Regions from separate parts of the Urocitellus parryii genome. Here region 2 is linked to region 1. The links are chromatin contacts, called in public Hi-C maps. All regions are on one chromosome and are shown on one strand. Each heading gives the region's core, a stretch centred on a gene start, on an enhancer-like site or on the middle of the called end of the contact. The rest is flanking DNA. Distances are from core to core; before and after follow the strand shown. Region 1 holds the start of Cdc37l1 (cell division cycle 37 like 1, HSP90 cochaperone). Region 2 holds the start of Jak2 (Janus kinase 2).

Evidence for each region. Hi-C and Micro-C count contacts between places; a contact is called where the count stands out from the background.
Region 2: a Hi-C map of muscle shows a contact between it and region 1, with 6 times the contacts expected there. The contact joins the promoter of Jak2 here to the promoter of Cdc37l1 in region 1. A contact is called at or near these places in 2 of 2 Hi-C or Micro-C datasets (liver and muscle).

What each region holds. Positions count from the first base shown.
Region 1 is chr4:147,676,170-147,679,061 of mUroPar1.hap1, forward strand. Cdc37l1 (cell division cycle 37 like 1, HSP90 cochaperone) reads left to right here and starts at 1,526. Exons shown (of 7, transcript XM_077797024.1): 1 at 1,526-1,792. The coding sequence starts at 1,661.
Region 2 is chr4:147,970,000-147,972,891 of mUroPar1.hap1, forward strand. It overlaps Jak2 (Janus kinase 2), which reads left to right and starts at 1,466. Exons shown (of 25, transcript XM_077797026.1): 1 at 1,466-2,892.

The sequences.
Region 1 (2,892 bases), core at 276-2,775:
CCAATTGACACAATACGGGAAAGCTAACTAGAAAATAAAAACCCTCAGAAACTTTCCTCCCCAGCCTTACCCACCAGAGGTAATCAAGTTTCTTGTATACTTCCAGAAATTTTACATACACAAACACACACACACACACAGACTTGTTATTGTTTATTTGTATGTTTTTGGTATTTTGGATTCCACTTGGGGGCGCTCTACCACTGAACTACATCCCCAGTCCTCTCACTAAGTTGCTGAGGCTGGCCTCCAACTTGTGTTCCTAATGCTTCAGGCTCTGGAATTGCTAGAATTAAAGGGATCAGCCACCCCATTCAACTGGTGACTTGTTTGGATACAAATAAGATCTGTACGGATTCATACATATATATCTAATTCCACAACTTGTTTGTTATTTAACTCAATTCACTTTTGAGATATTTCTAAATCAGCACATTTGTTCTTTATAAGACTAGTATCCCATTGTAGCAATATGACATAATTTAGGTCCTCTATTGATAAACAATTCTTTTTTGGCTTTTTCTTTCCACTGAAAAACATCTTTGTATATGGATCATTGAATATTGGCGCAAAATTCTTGGATAATTTCCTGGGATTGAAATTACTGAATTGAAGCACTTAAGCCTTTCATATTATTAATTTACTCCTCCCAAAAGGTTGTACAACTGACATTCTCTCCGACAGCATTCCTTGTATTTTGGTCAACATTTATTATTTATCAAATTCAAAAATGTGCTAGTCTAATCGACTGAAAGAAAGAGTGGCGTTTTGCTGTTCTTATTTGAGACTCTATGAGTAGGGCAGCAAGGTTTGATTATTAAACATACAGATTTTGAAATTATACTTGCTTGGCTGGATTCTAGCCCTTCCTCTTAAATTAAATGTGTGACCTCGGGCACGTTCAGTTTATTTCTTCTCAAAAACAGGCGGCGGTGGAGAGCGGGGTGCCTGATAGTACGAACACAAATCTTTAGAATTAAATGAAATACGGATCACACGTTCCATAGGTGCGGTACTAGTCTTAATTTTTTGGAGCCGTGTTCACTCCAGTGTTTTATCTAGGGCGTCCCTGTCCTCCCAAATTTTGCAGAACTCTCTTGTTGCGGGTAATTCGAAATGAGAGGTAAATTGGCTCTGCTTTTAAAAAATTAGCCCTCTCCATTTCCGCCTTAGACCTGCTGGTTTATATACCAACTGTACAAAAACAAGTTGCAGCTTTAAAAACACGCAAAGTGGACACCGTCCAAGTAACTCCCGCAGGCTAGGATCCGCGGTTTACAGAGTAAGGAACACTAAACAACAGTATCTAACGCTAACTAACATCTCACCACCCATGGAGCCATCGCGGACTGATTGGCAGGCTGAAAGACTTCCGAGACTTAAACGAGAAAGCGCTCCAGTTCCACGCGCGAGCGCGAGACTCAAGACCTGGGCCGCGCCCAGGCCACGCCCACCAGGAAGTGACGCAGCGAGCTGAGTACTTCTTCCGCTGTCCGCTAGTTGCGCGGCCAGGCCAGCGCGGGTGTGCGTCGGCGTCGCTGCCGGCAGAGGGATTCTGGGTAACGGCCCCGGCTGGCTGGGGTGGCTGGCTCGGTGCAGTAGGTTCCATTCACGCCAAGTCCGTTGGCAGTGGCGGTTGTAGGGCTGCGGCCAGTTGGACATGGAACAACCGTGGCCGCCGCCCGGACCCTGGAGCCTCCCTCGGGCAGAGGGTGAGACTGAGGAAGAGAGTGACTTGGATGTGTCCCCTGGCTCTCCCCGCTGCCCGCCGCTGCCGGGCGGTGGCGCCCAGGTGAGGGGGGCCCACGTTTTTGCTGGGGGATGGGGAGATGCTGGCGCCAAGCCCCCTAAAATGTCGCGTCTCTACGACCCGCTTCTGTGCCCACTTCTGCACCCACTACAACCCCGGGGGCCTGATGCCATTCCTCCGCTATTGTAGCATCTTTTGGAGTGAAGAAGCGGTAGCCATATATTCATTCCCAACCACCACCTCCACGCACACATTTTCGCTTACCTTGGATGATTTCTTCTCATCCTTGGAATATATTCCTCATTCCCTCTTTCCTGACAGCGCCCAGATTTGGGGCGGCACACTCGGTGTGACATTGACCCTTTGTCCTCTCGTTGCGTGCTTTTTTGTCCGAATACTTTATTCTGTTAAAGGCCCCAGTGTACTTATGCACGGCTGATAGGAATAGTTAGTGGTTATACTTCAACGTTACACTGAGTCCTCACATAAAGATTTCACGTGCTCTTTAACCCACGTTAACACCTGAGCAAATTTTGTAAACCTCGGTTTTGATGCTGGCGCACACCTTCCAGTCGGGTGACTTTCCCTTGCTGTTTTGTTTTTAGTTCTGACTGCTTAATGACATTCTCCAGTGAAAACATACAGGCACAGCCTTTCTTTCTTTCTTTCTTTCTTTCTTTCTTTTTTTTTTTTCCAGACTCTTTGCTAAGATTCCTAATGCTACTTGTTTTCAATCCAGATTTCTTGTCTCTGCAACTTAACCAAATATGATATTTAGGATTTTTCTGGGTCCCATCGTAGGTAGTGCTTACATACTCATCACCTTTTCATATTTTTTCTCTTAACCTGAATGTTTTGGGCTGTATTTCGGGATCATAGACTAAATACTATTATGTTCAACGAAATGGATTGTAGATGTCTGCCTAGGCTTTCTGCAGACTGATGTTCAATAACAGCATAATAGAATTAATAACAGTTTTCCCTCAAAACTCATTGTGCTCAATGTTAATGAAGATGAGTGATTTAAATTTGTTTTTCTAGTAAGTATAGGATCATCAGTCTTATTTTAGCTAATGGAGTTGGTTGGCTTCACACGGAGAAAAATGCTGTTTCATAACCACAGTCTGTACTTAGCCAACGGG
Region 2 (2,892 bases), core at 216-2,715, 290 kb after region 1:
ACAACTGTAATGCAACAATAGAAAAATGTGGAAAAGAAACTAAAACAAGTCTCTTCAAGCAAGAGAAATGTTATTATCCTGACTAATGAGGAAAGAGAAGCTTTGATTAAAACCTGCGTTGTTTGGACTGTCAAGTGTAATTTCTTAAACAATTGGTCATGGATTTTCAACCATGGTTTTATATCAAAACTACCCAAGAACTTAAAAGAAAATATAGAAGCCAAGACCCCATCTCCCACTTGACTAAGTCAAGTTTTGTTGCAGGTATGGGCTTGGATGAAGCATGTAAGATCCTCTGCTGCCATGCTCTCCCATAGTGGAAAGACAGAATCTTGCCACGTGAATCCATACAGGGTGCCATAATTGACAACTAGCTGCTTGTTTTAAACTGTAAATGTGGCTATATAATCAGTTTTGAATCCAAATGTGTTAACCATCTAGTTAACATTTCTTATCTCCATATTGAGTGAATGACTTCAAAGACTTGATCAAATTCTTTAGAATTCTCCTTTTTCATTATTAAAGAACAAGGGTAGATTTCTAAATGTTTGCAAATTTCGAGATATATTACTAGGAACTATCTAAAGAGCTCCAAAATCCCCTAATACACAGAGTAAAAAGAGATCAACATTCCAGCATAGCATTGGCTTAAAATCATATAGTAGGGAGGAGAGAGACTTTTTCTCTCTGAATAACACTAAGCAAGTTACTTCATCTATCAGTGTGGGTAGGTAGAGAATTTCTCAATTTCTCGTTTTGTAAGTTTATGGATAATATATTTTGCTTGTCCACCTTATCTTCCATACCCAAATTTCTAATATAAAAAAGAAATTCCTGCTGGGCATGGTGGCACATGCTTGTAATCCCAGTGACTTGGGAGGCTAAGGCAGGAGGATTTTAAGTTCAAAGGTAGCTGAAGCAATTTAGCAAGGCCCCAAGCAACTTGGTGAGATCCTGTCTCAAAAAAGAAAGAAAAGAAATGGACTGAGGATGTGTCTCAGTGGTAAAGTGCCTCTGGATTCTATCCCCAGTACAAAAAAAAAAGTCCCCCCCCCAAAAAAAAATTCCTGAATATTCACTAGTTCCAAACCTCTTTTCCTGGAAAACAGGGTGGGAGACAGTAACAGACATTTCCAAATTGAATAACACATCATTGCAAAATATAGGAACATCATTTATTACCATGATACATGCACATAGTTTCAGAGTTCTAAACTTATTTTTTTCTTCAGGAAAGATAATCTTTTCCCACAGTTCTGTTGTTTCTAATTTTAACAATGACTTTATGGCCATCTTCAGCACTTCTTTGTGTGGGTTTGTGTTCCAGCCTTTACCTCAGCAAGAGTTTTTGTTTATAGAAAAGGGAAATCTCATGGTGGTTGTTGTTTGTAATTTCAGCCTTAATATTTTAGGCAGATTTTAGTTTTGCTATTGAGTAAATACTCCAGTTTCTAACAAAAAAAAAGGAGCTCCAGCATATTTTGCTTATAAGACACTACCCACAGGTATGCAATATCCCTGTAAATTTTCCCACCTCACATCTTATGAGAAAACAATGGCTCTAGTTCATTATTTAAAGGAGTCAGTGTGAATTCAAGTCATTTCATATCCTGCTATCATTTGCTCAGAGATCTTCTGCAATGGGTCGTATGTAGGAAGAAATGCAGGGGTTGCACTGATGAAGTTTATTTAAAGGAACACATACAAGATAGATCTGAATGGCAACATCGTTTATGTAAGGGGAAACAGAAACCATAAGTGCATCACTTCATTCAGGTGGACAAAATACACTCTGGTACTCAACAAAGCCTTTTGCCTCACCTCTTACCACTGTCCCCTCCTTCACTGTCATCCAGTCACAATGACTTATTTCCTGGTCTTTCAACTTGCCAAACACACTCCCTTCTTAGGGTCTTTGTTTTTGCTAGTCCCTCTACCTTAAACTCTTCGTGGAATGTCACATTCTCATTCTACAGAACTTTGCTGAAATGTTGTTAACTCTAACAAGTCTTTTTTGGCCTCCATAAAATAAGTCCCCCTCACTTTTTACTCCTTTAGTATTATTTTTCTTAGGGGCAATTACACACCCAGTACATTACACATTCAAAGCATACTTTGTCACTTGTGTGAAACGACAGGCTCCAACCTGACAAGGAAATGCGGGTTGCCTTTATCTAGGACCCAGTAGGCAACAGGTAAATGTTTCAATGAATGAATAAGGCTCTTAACAGAAGTTTTCTCTTCTTTCGCTGTGAGCCTAATTCTACCCTCTCCCTTTTTCAGCAGAGGTGGCTCACTGGAGTCAGGGGTTCATTCGGGATTGTATTGCCACCAAACAGCGCCTGTGATCCAGTTGTTCCGACCCTTGAGGCCCAGAGCCTGGGTAAGGACGGGTCTGCAGTCCCCGGAACGTGAAAGCGAAAGCAGAAGGGGACAACGTGCACTGGAGGGGAAACTCTCCGTGCGGAGGCAGCCCTTCCTCCTTTGGTGCCAGCCTGCGTGCAGTGGGGCCTTCCCAGCCCGGCTGACTCATTCCCAGCCGCCTTCACGGCGGGCGGCGGCCACATACACGCCCATCTGGGGAGTGCCGGGACCAGTGCTGACACCGAGCCCCTGCCAGGCCCCGGCGCTCAGCGAGCCGCCGCTACCTTAACTTCCTCGCGCGCTCACGCCGGGGGTTGCCCCGGGAATCTCCACGCGCGCACACCAGCTTCCCGAGAGGCCTCGGTCCTGCGTGGCCCACCCTTTCCAAACCCCGGCGAGCGCCAGGAAAAGCGCAGCCCGCCGAGCGGCGCACGCGCAGTCAGGAGAGAGTCCCGCTGCCTCCTCGGCCCTGCCAGGAGCCTGCCTTAGTCCGCCGCCAACTGGCGGTTCGACTCGAGGCCAACGCGG